Linked DNA regions of Dromaius novaehollandiae: region 2 is linked to region 1. The links are chromatin contacts, called in public Hi-C maps. All regions are on one chromosome and are shown on one strand. The core of a region is the stretch at or near the end of the contact, and the rest is flanking DNA. Distances in the headings are between cores, read along the strand shown.

The links. Hi-C and Micro-C count contacts between places; a contact is called where the count stands out from the background.
Region 2: a Hi-C map of liver shows a contact between it and region 1, with 8 times the contacts expected there. The contact joins the enhancer-like site here to the promoter of FAM3B in region 1. A contact is called at or near these places in 2 of 4 Hi-C or Micro-C datasets (brain and liver).

Annotation. Positions count from the first base shown.
Region 1 is chr1:121,188,483-121,193,656 of bDroNov1.hap1, forward strand. FAM3B (FAM3 metabolism regulating signaling molecule B) reads left to right here and starts at 1,544. Exons shown (of 8, transcript XM_026121587.2): 1 at 1,544-1,745; 2 at 5,079-5,174. The coding sequence starts at 1,727.
Region 2 is chr1:121,292,580-121,297,191 of bDroNov1.hap1, forward strand. No RefSeq gene overlaps it. Among named protein-coding and RNA genes, the nearest start is that of TMPRSS2, 26 kb to the left of the region's middle. Within about 2 kb of position 1,887, at least 2 of the 2 cell types and tissues checked have open chromatin away from gene starts, as enhancers often do.

The sequences.
Region 1 (5,174 bases), core at 294-2,793:
AGTTTGAAACAGGTATTAACAGGGATGTCATCATTTTCTGATATACTGTCTCATAGGATAACAATTCTTGTGAAAATAATTGTATATTCTTAACTTTCTCTTGCCTACTCTTAATTCCTTTTCCTTTTTGCCCTATGCTTTTTATTTCTTAAATCTATTGTCCCACACTACCACTTTAATTATTGGCATGCCTAGGGTTTATTGGATGTTGCTTTTCATTTGCAAGCTCCAGTACGTTTGACAATAAACAGCAACAATTACTTGCCATTTATAGGATACTGTGAAATCCCAGCTCCCAGACAAAGACAAGAAATGCCTCTTCTCCAGTGACTGGAAGCATCCATAGCTTTCATCGGTGTCCAGGGAAGGCCCAGTCCAGCTGAGTGGGAGGGAGTATGTATACTCTACAGGATTTTATTCTTCTGTTTGCTGAATTACATATCATTTCTGTGCTTCACCTGTGGCAGAGGCAATAAAGGTTATGAGAAACTAAAACAGATGATTTTAAGTGAAAATAATAATTTACAGTGTTGTTCAAACATTTTAAAAAATAAATTACGAGCTTCCTTGCTTGGGTTTTGCCCAACTTGGAGCTCTTTAGCTCAGTTTCCTGAGCAAACCCGAGTTGCTACTGCAGTCCCCAGAAGGCTGTCTTTCAACATGAGAGTTGAGCTGCCAGCTTCTCCGTGCAGGTGCAGGGCTGACAGACGCTTAGGCAGCTTTGCACCAGCACAGGCCAGCAAAGGCCATTTACCTGCCTACAGGGAGCAGCCCAGCCTCATGGTAGGCCTTGCACAGGCCCAGTGCCACCACGGGGCAGGAGGGCGCCTTGGGCCTCCGCAGGCCTCAGCAAGTACGAATTACCATCAGCTAAAATAATGAGACCCAAATCACTGCCAGGAAAACAAAACAAAACAGTATTTATTTGCTTCCTACTTTCTGGTTTGGGTTCAACAAAGACTTCAAAATAACTGGCTTATTTTGAACCTAGGGGGAAAACAACTATTCAAACAGGTTGTTGGATGGAGCGCGAGTCTTGCTTTTAGTCCTATGAGTGCGCTGCTTTTTCTTCAGGCGGTTGACTTTCAGCACGACTTCCACGAGGCTCGTTTAAGGGCCTTTCATAAGGCAGCTCTTAGCATTTTTACTTTATTTGCTCTACGGGCGGGTCTGCACAGCGGATAACCCTCCGCTTGCTCATCTCACCGTCTCTTTCTGCCATGCACAGCCGCCACATCCACCATCACTGCCAGGCCCTCTCTGATGTCTTCACCAACGGGGTATAAGGAGACGCATCGGCCTCAGCCAAGTCTTTCCCGCGGCCGTTAAACGACGAAGGAGATCAGGCAGCACTGCCTGTCTTTTTAACGGCGTCATGAGGTGTGCCTGCGGCTGAGCGCCGCCCGCCCTGGCACCTCACGCCCCCTCCCGTAATAGCGGCCGCAGGGCGGCGAGGCCCACGGCGGCGAGGCCGACGACGCGAGGTGGCGCATCGCCCGCGGCTCCCGCCGCGCTCAGCAGCGGCGCTGCCGCCGGCGGGGCGGGCCGAGCAGGTGGCCGCCGCCTCTCCTCCTCCCTGCCTCTGCCGGCGCCGCTGTCCAGGTTGCTCCCGGACGAGGCGGGGGGGCTTTGCCCGGCCCCGGAGAGGAGGAGGAGCGCGGGACGGCTGCGGGGAGGGGGGCGGAGAGCCCGTCCCGTCCCGTCCCCTCCCCCCCCACCGTGAAAAATGTGGCTGAGCCGGCACAGTGAGTAGCAGCCTCGGGGCGGCGGGGGCTTTCCCCCGCCGAGCGAGGAGGGGGCGCGGGGCCAGGGCCGGGAGGGTTGTCCTGGGCCGTCTGCCGCCTCCCCCCGCCCCGAGCCCCCGGCGAAGGACGGCCAGGGGCCGAGGGGGGCGCCTGAGGCCTGGCCCCGTCGCTTAGCCTGAGCGGAGGAGGATCGGGTAGTTTTTAAAGGCTTGGTACCAGCTTGGACACTTGAGTGGGCTGGAGGCTTTTTTTTTTTTCTTTTTTCCCCTCTTTGCTTCGTTTTTTTGCTTCTAAAAGTTACAGTCATTTCCAAGGTTGATGATAACTTGTAGTTCCCCATAGTCCCTGTCTTCTTCCTTGCCCTGGAGCTCAGTTTCCCCCAGATTTTGGTCAGCCTAATTACGAGCTCCGGACCAGCTCCTAAAAACCGATCAATGCTAGGATTTTTAGGCTGGATGAATTTAAACTTGGGTCTTCAGTGGACTTTTTTTTTTTTAACTCCCTCCGTGGAAGTCCAGTTGTGTGCAGGTGGAGTGTGTATTAGCAGGGTGCGGCAGGCAGAGCATTTTTAAGTCACTTAAGCACCAAAGAATCTTGCGCTTAAATTTGATGCTTAAGTTGCTGCTGAGGTGCAAGTCAGCACCGGAGGGAGAAAGGAAATCTGGGAGTAGCTGAAAGATGGGACCCACCATCAGCTTTTCCCTCAGCTTTGCTTTCTGGCGCGTCCTTCCACAACACCCTCCAGGCTGCCCGTACATTTCCATCCTCCCTGTTCCTGTCAGCCCATCTCCCTGATGCTGTGACTACTGCCAAGTATCTCTGAGCTGATAGCACTTCTCACCCTATTTAAAGGCAAAATGAAGCGAGGAAGGTTCCTGTCACCTGTGCCTCTCTGCGGCATACAGTTCCCATATCGGTCATTTTTTCTGAGTGTAATAGTGGGTTGATGAGTGACAGCTCCTAAAACCAGCGAAAGAATGTTCTTGCTCTTGTGAATGTAGACCTAACTTGGGAGTTTATAATTTCTGAGTACTACACGTAGAAATCTTAAGCTCTCTTAACTGTTCTAAGGTTGTCTGAGCTTATGGTTTATCTGCTATTGTCTAGGTTTTTTGCATGTTTATGCAGGTGCCCAGAAAAGGGCATACATGTGCATGATGTGTAACTTCAGGAAATCTCAAAGGCTGAGCTGGACCCAGTAGATAGCTTCAGCACTGTCCCCTCATGGCTTGCGAATCTGTGAAGGCAAAACCAGAAGTTTCTCGACAATGAAAATGTTGTGCAACAGTCTTGTGAGCTAACTGCAAATTGTGCAGAAGAGTTAGCAAATGTATTCCTTAAACGTTAAAAGGCATGTTTTGGAAACATCCGAGAAGCTTGTAATATAAGTAAAACACAGGAATGTAATAACTGAAGTTAGACATTTCATACTTTATCTTCTACTTAGGCAAAAGGCTGCGCTCTCCAACCTAGTTCACACCAGAGTTTGTTCATAGTTCTGATAAAAACAATTCAAAATGGTTTTAAAGATAAAGCTGCCAAGCCAACAACAGCATAAGCAATGCAAAACCTGATTAACAGGCTCATAGACCTTTACCAACCCCCTCCCCCTCCCAAATAAATAAAAGTGCTAGAATCTTTAAATAAACTTCTTTTAGTTTTCACTTGATTCTTCCTCTGTTTTTTGTCTTTAAAAACTGTGACATGCTCTCATTCACAAATTAAATGTTTCATGTGTAAATCTGAATCTTTATATTCAAAAAGAGAAGGAAGGGAGTAAATTTCATTCTACTTGGTGCATGCAGCTTCTTTCTTTCTTTGTGGTATGGGAACTTTGTGTTTGTCAATGTTCACAATCACTATGTAACACAAATGTTGATGGGGTATTTTTCAATATTATTTTAGTGTAGTTTTGTATTATTACTAGTGGTAGGGTGAGAGAGATAATAATTAGGAAATTTTTTATTATCTCTGAAGATACATTATATTACCCTCCCAGTCTTAATCCTCTGATGAAAATATAGTATGTTTCTCACAGCATCTTCCTTTCAGTCATATAAGTCCATGCATTCATGACTGCTCAGTACAATGATACAGAACCTTCTGGGAGCTCTGATCATCATCTTAAAAGGGGGTTGTTTTTGTGGGGGGGATCCAGCAAATGGGAAACTGGGATTATTTACAAAAGAACCTTGAATGTTCGTAATGATCTGTGCTCATCCTCACTAAGGTTCAAGGACTGGAGTAAAAGCTATTATGAGGAAGGTGTAGGCTAGACAATAGAAAATATTTTGTAACAAGTTGGCAAAGTGAACATAATGTTTTTGGACATTGGTTATGTAAAACTTGATTTTCAGGACTATAAAACTAAAATCCTCCTTTTTTGCTTGAGTGGGCCATTATGTTCAAGGACATGTTTCATTACCGAGCAGAGTTTTCCTGCGTACTTTAGACTGCTGCCCATTTCCAAATGGCAGCATTTAAGTACTGATCAAAATAGTCCTTTAGTAAATGAACTGTACAGACCTATGCGTCCAGGAAGTATCTGATCACCTCAAACTGTCAGCATTTCAGACCTGCAGTGTGATATTTCATTGTTTAGCTTCATAAATAAGAGAATATATTTCTTCTAGATCAGGAACGTACAACAGCATTTCTGATGATGAGGAAGAGGAGGTGTCTAATATGGATTTATTTTTATTTTTGTTATTTACAGACAGGAAAATTGTGAATCCTGTTTATTTTTTGCAGCCTTTCGATGCACTGTTAATACAATACATGGAAACTGATATAATTGAGAGAAGGTGAAGCAATCACTCTAGTCATATTTGAATGCAGTCAGAGCTCAATGTGTGGGTAGGATTATTTGGGCCTTCTTCAGTCATTTTTTCTCAGGGTGTCAAAAGGGTGAATGTGCTATGTTCAGCGTGGGGATTTTAAGCAATTCCTGTGGTGTTTGCCTATTGCACAAAATCAACAGTAACTGCATACTACTTGAATAGTCATGTGTAGTATCTGGTGCTTATTTTTCAGAGTCAGAATCCCGCTAGGATTAAGCTGAACTTCTTGTTTCTTTGGGGCATTGTTGTTGTGGATCGAGGGGGGATTGTGTGGTGTATTTTTGCTTGAAGATCAAGTTCTAGAAATGAAAGAGGTTGTTTAAAGGGGAACATCACAAATGTTCTATTGCAGCATCTCCAAAGGCTGTGTTTACCCAGTGTATCAGAAATAAAATAACCAGTTTCTGTAGCAGTGCCAGAGAAAATACAGGATTTTGTGTGTTGCTATGAGTACCTCTTTTCTATCTCTGCATTTTTCTCTTTTTCTTATCAGGTTTTGTGAAATTATCAGGACTTCTGTTGGCAACACTGGTTTCTTGGTACTTGGGATACTTTCTCAGTGCTCTTGTACCTGAAGAGGTGCTCTCAG
Region 2 (4,612 bases), core at 637-3,136, 100 kb after region 1:
ACAGAGATTGTACAGGGAAGCAGAGGGGCAAGCAACATGTTTTGTCTGAGGGCCAGGAGAAACATTTACGGGGAGCTGAAGCTGTGCGTAAGATGGTCCTGTGGAGGAGCAGCAGATGAATTGAAAAGGGGTACGCTAAAGGAGACAGAAAGCAGAAAGAGATGTGTACGCATAACTGGATGGCTGTGAAGCAATGTAAAGAAGAAGTAAAAATAGAAAGAGAGATGGACATGGCTCCATCTCAGGTAGGTCTAGAACAGAAAGCACAATGCTGCTGCCCACAGACAGGCTGCAGCTTCTCAAACTGAGGGGGCTATTCGACCTGTCAGTACTGAAAGGTTACAGATCAAGTACTTTACCAGGCATAGCTGACTCCATTATTTGGCTAGACAAAAAACAAAACTGTTGTATGCAGCTTTTTATTGACCATTATGATGCTTGTTTATTTACAGTCTATTATTTTGAGATCACCATTCCTTGTTATCTCTCTAATTTGAACAGTGTTTAGTTCATCTTTAAGAAATGATAGGTCTCTTACTTTAGAAGATATATTTGGAAGCAGCAAGGCAGGGTGTGGTGCCACATCACACCAGTCACTTGCCACAGAAAAGTTCCAGCTGCTGATTTCTCTATTTGCACAAGCTAAGTCACATTAATATTGCATCAGGAGTGATCCAGCACAAGGAGCAGTGAGGGGAAGCAGGTTGTATCTCCACACGCTAGTTTCAACAATCCCAAAAGTTGTCTTGATTTGTTCCCCTGCTAAAAAAGGGCCCATCCAGGCCAATGCACAAGAACAAAATTGCCATGCAGCAACAATCCCCTAATTCAAGTCAATGACTTGCCCTGAAATATAGCTGAAACCACTCTCTTCTGCAGAGCCACACCTCTATAGCTCAGTGATGTGGGAAAGTTACCTGCAGCTGTGATTTTCTGAGGGCTTCCCAGCTGCTTTGCATCTCATTTTCATTGCTTGCAGAAGCAGCACAAGGTGGGAGTGAGTATTAAGTTCTCCTTTTGCTGCCTTTGTGCACATACCTGTTTTATAGAAGACAGTATGTCTCTCTGGCTAAGGGATTTGATTGCTGTAGCTTCCTGATAACAGCTCTTTCAGCAGAGGTCCTGTCTCTGAGGGCTATGAGGTAACAGGTGAGAGTGAAAACAGGGTGTGTTTTTTCTCTTTCTTATTTGGTCTTGCCTTTAGTCTTTACATCACAAGCCTGCTCATGGACACTCTGTTTTGAAAGCAAAAGGGAGAAATATAACATCTTGGGGTTGCGTTTTGCATTAGTAAAAGGCAATTCCTTGGTTTTGCTGCTCCTGCGTGAAGCAAATTTAACACCACCTGTGAGAAGTGGATGTGAAATTTGATGAAAGAATGGTTACTGCACTAGCGTAAGGCAAAGTGGAGTAATAAACAGAAATGCTTTGTATGGATGTACTGGAGCTTCAAACGCCAACCATCCTAGTACTGCTTGATTTGTCCAGGCAAGGCCCCTGGCTGGAAAGTGTGATGGTGTTGCTGTAGGGATGCGTCCGAGTATGGTGGTCTGTGCCCCTCGTCTGCCGTATTTAAACAGAAATCCCCATTTCCTGAAGAAGAATTTCGTTTTGAACTGCATAGGACAGAATGGTGGGACCTTCAGTGTAACGACTTGCTGATGCTGTCCGCTTGGGTCTGTGTGGGTGTTTGTTTGTTTTGTGTTTTTAAGGGGGGGTGAGGTAGGTCCCGTCGTACCGGGCTGTATTTGGGCCTCCGCGGCGCCAGGACGGCCGGCAGGGGTCGCCGCCGCCCCAGCGACGGGGCTGCGGCGGGAAGCGGGGCGCGGCCCGGCCCGGCCCCTCGCGGAGGAGAGGGGAACTGCGTCAGCCCAACAGCCTCGGGGTTTGAAAACGGGGGGCGGGAGGAGAGGGACGTTACAGGCCTTGGCGGTGCCCCAGGGAGAGGAGCAGGAAGAGGAGGAGGTTAGCGGGTGGGCGGGTCGGGTCGCGCGCTCCTCTGTAGCTAGAGGAGGCTAAATAAACATCGTGTATGTGTTTCTGGCTAGATGATAAGTGTCTTTTTTCACCTTGAAATGGGCTTGACTCCAGTGACTGCATCATAAGGCATCCAGCTATATGAATATGATGGCAAGGTAATTTGGCCAGTAAATCGGGGGCCCTTTCTTCTCCCCCAGGAACCACTTCCCAAAGCTTTGTCAAATAACAGATGAGCTTTGCTCATCTTGTTTGAGGGTTATTTTTGTGAGGAATGTGCCGTGAGATAAATATAAATACTACTGTAAAGTGTGTTGGGAGAGGGGAAGAAAACAAGAGTGTGTGATTTACATTTCTTAGCGCTTTTCTCAAAGTGATCTAACTGCCCTGAAGTGTTGCACAAAGGCTGCTGCCCTCAGAGGGATGGATGATGGTGTTGGACCAATCATGCTTTCTGCTACAGCAAATTAGGTCTACACAGTTGGAGCACAGCAGCCAATGGAAAAAGGATCTGGTTTTAGCAGAAATCAGAGGGCCCAGGAGGAGTCTGGCTGTCTAATTAAGAGAGAAGTGTTGTCACCTGTCATTATTCCATGTGGAGGAATATGGAGGAATCTCCTTTGGGATATATGCTTTTGTTTAATTAAAAAAAATGCTTAGAGCTGCAGATTTCACCTAAATCTTGAGCTGCGTGCATGAGTTTTTGGTTCAGAGCGATAAGAAAAGTCCCTTTGCTGTTGCGTAGAGTTCAGGGGTGTTCAAGGGCTTTCTGGAGCTCATCCAGTGTCCATCATGTGTTGCCTAACAACAACTGAGGACTGTCTTGTGTAAGTGAGACTTAAAAAAAAAAAAAAAAAAAAAAAAAAAAAAAAAAAAAAAAAAAAGGGGGGGGGGGGGGGGGTTTCCAGGGGCTTTAGTGCTGTCAAATTGGGGTCATCCCATTTGGGCTGCTGGAGCAAATGGTGGTCTGGACTTCAGCTGCATAGTGTTTGCTGTCTTTTTCTTTAACTTTTTTGTTTAAAATGGTATGTATTGGGAAACATAAAATCAGTTGCAAGAAGGATTATTGGAATGTGGATGTTGCATGCTTTCCACAAATATTTGTCATTAAATGTCTGGCGTTAATATGTGACTGCTTAACAAGGAAATGGAATATTGAAACTATTTCCCCCCCCCCCCCCCCCCAAATGAACACAACACTGAGATTTTAATTGCACCTCATTCAGGAAGTTCATGGCTGAGAATTCCCCTTAAGACTGAGTTCCATTTTGAGAGCCTGATTCTGATTTGACCTGGTTTGTTCATTTGGGTTTTATGCACTGAAATCATGAACTGCATTGTGGCAGAGCTGAAGGGGCTCAGGCCCGATATTAGTTCTCAGATATGCCACTTCAGCGGATCTTATTAAATAAATACATAAATAAAATTCCAAACTCCTTAGCAGCCACTCTGCTATGTATGGACCAGTCTGTGAACTTAACTTCTCTCCACCTAGTGCTGTTTGTCCACTTTCTCACCTGGGATATTGGCTGAATTCTAGACTGTGAGCTTTAAATCCCCTGTGGAAGGGCATGTCTTTGTGGTGGTGTTTATAGCATGCTTTGTACAAAGGTGTTTGCACTTGAAAGTTCCTAGTGCTCTTGCAGAGGTAGCAAAAAAATCTTTGAAACAGAGTCCATCATATGAAGTGATCATAGTGCTGCATTTGTGTCGAGAGCTTACATGGTTGTGGCAAAGCAAAAACACGTGCATGGAATTGATATTTATGCATTTTTACTAGTAAAGACACTTTCTGTCTGGTAGAAACAGCAAAGCTGTTGTTAAACTGAATCTGTCTTTTTCTTCTGGCTTGTATCTTTGTGATTCTGCTTAGCAAAAGATACAGCCTGGGACAGGTTGTATTACATAACTAAAGAATTCCATCCCTCATATAAAGGCTGTATATTTGTATTTCAGTTATTTAGATCAGCCTTCAGTGTTTATAAAGTGTCTGATGCTCTCCTAATGCTGTGTAAACAACAGAAAAACAAAAACAATTAATTTTCCTGATGGGGATTAGAACAATGAACAAGTTTTATAATAATCTTTCCTTCTTGCATATGAAAGTTCAATAAGTAAGACTTTTGACCTCTTCAAGCTAATCAGATTTATATATCAGATTACTAATACTGAATACTAATACTAATCTTAGACAGTCAAAACTGGCTCAAGCTTCATCCCTTCCTTTTCACTTGGGGAGGGAGGTGAAATAAATGTACAAAAAAGGTGCTTGAGAATGTGAACAGTCTTGATCTCATTTAAAAAAAGAAGTTGTTTTCCTGTGTTTCATTCTAAATTTTTAACCTTTAGAACATATGTTCCCTTTCAAGCTTTTTCTTAGCATTTCTGAGGTCTGGAAACTTTTTTTTTTTAATGAAACCTGAGATTTCTGCATAACTGCTTGCTTTTGGGAGCTGAGATTTTAATTAAAAAAAAAAAGTGGGACAGTTGTGATAAAATCATAAGAATTGGCAACACAGTTAAATTTCTAAGCCAGGTAAGGAAACCTTGTGAAGGAAAAGAAAACAGCCTGTTGGGAAACTTCCCTGATGATCAAACCCTGTGGCATGGTCAGCTGCCATAGCTGTGAGATGCA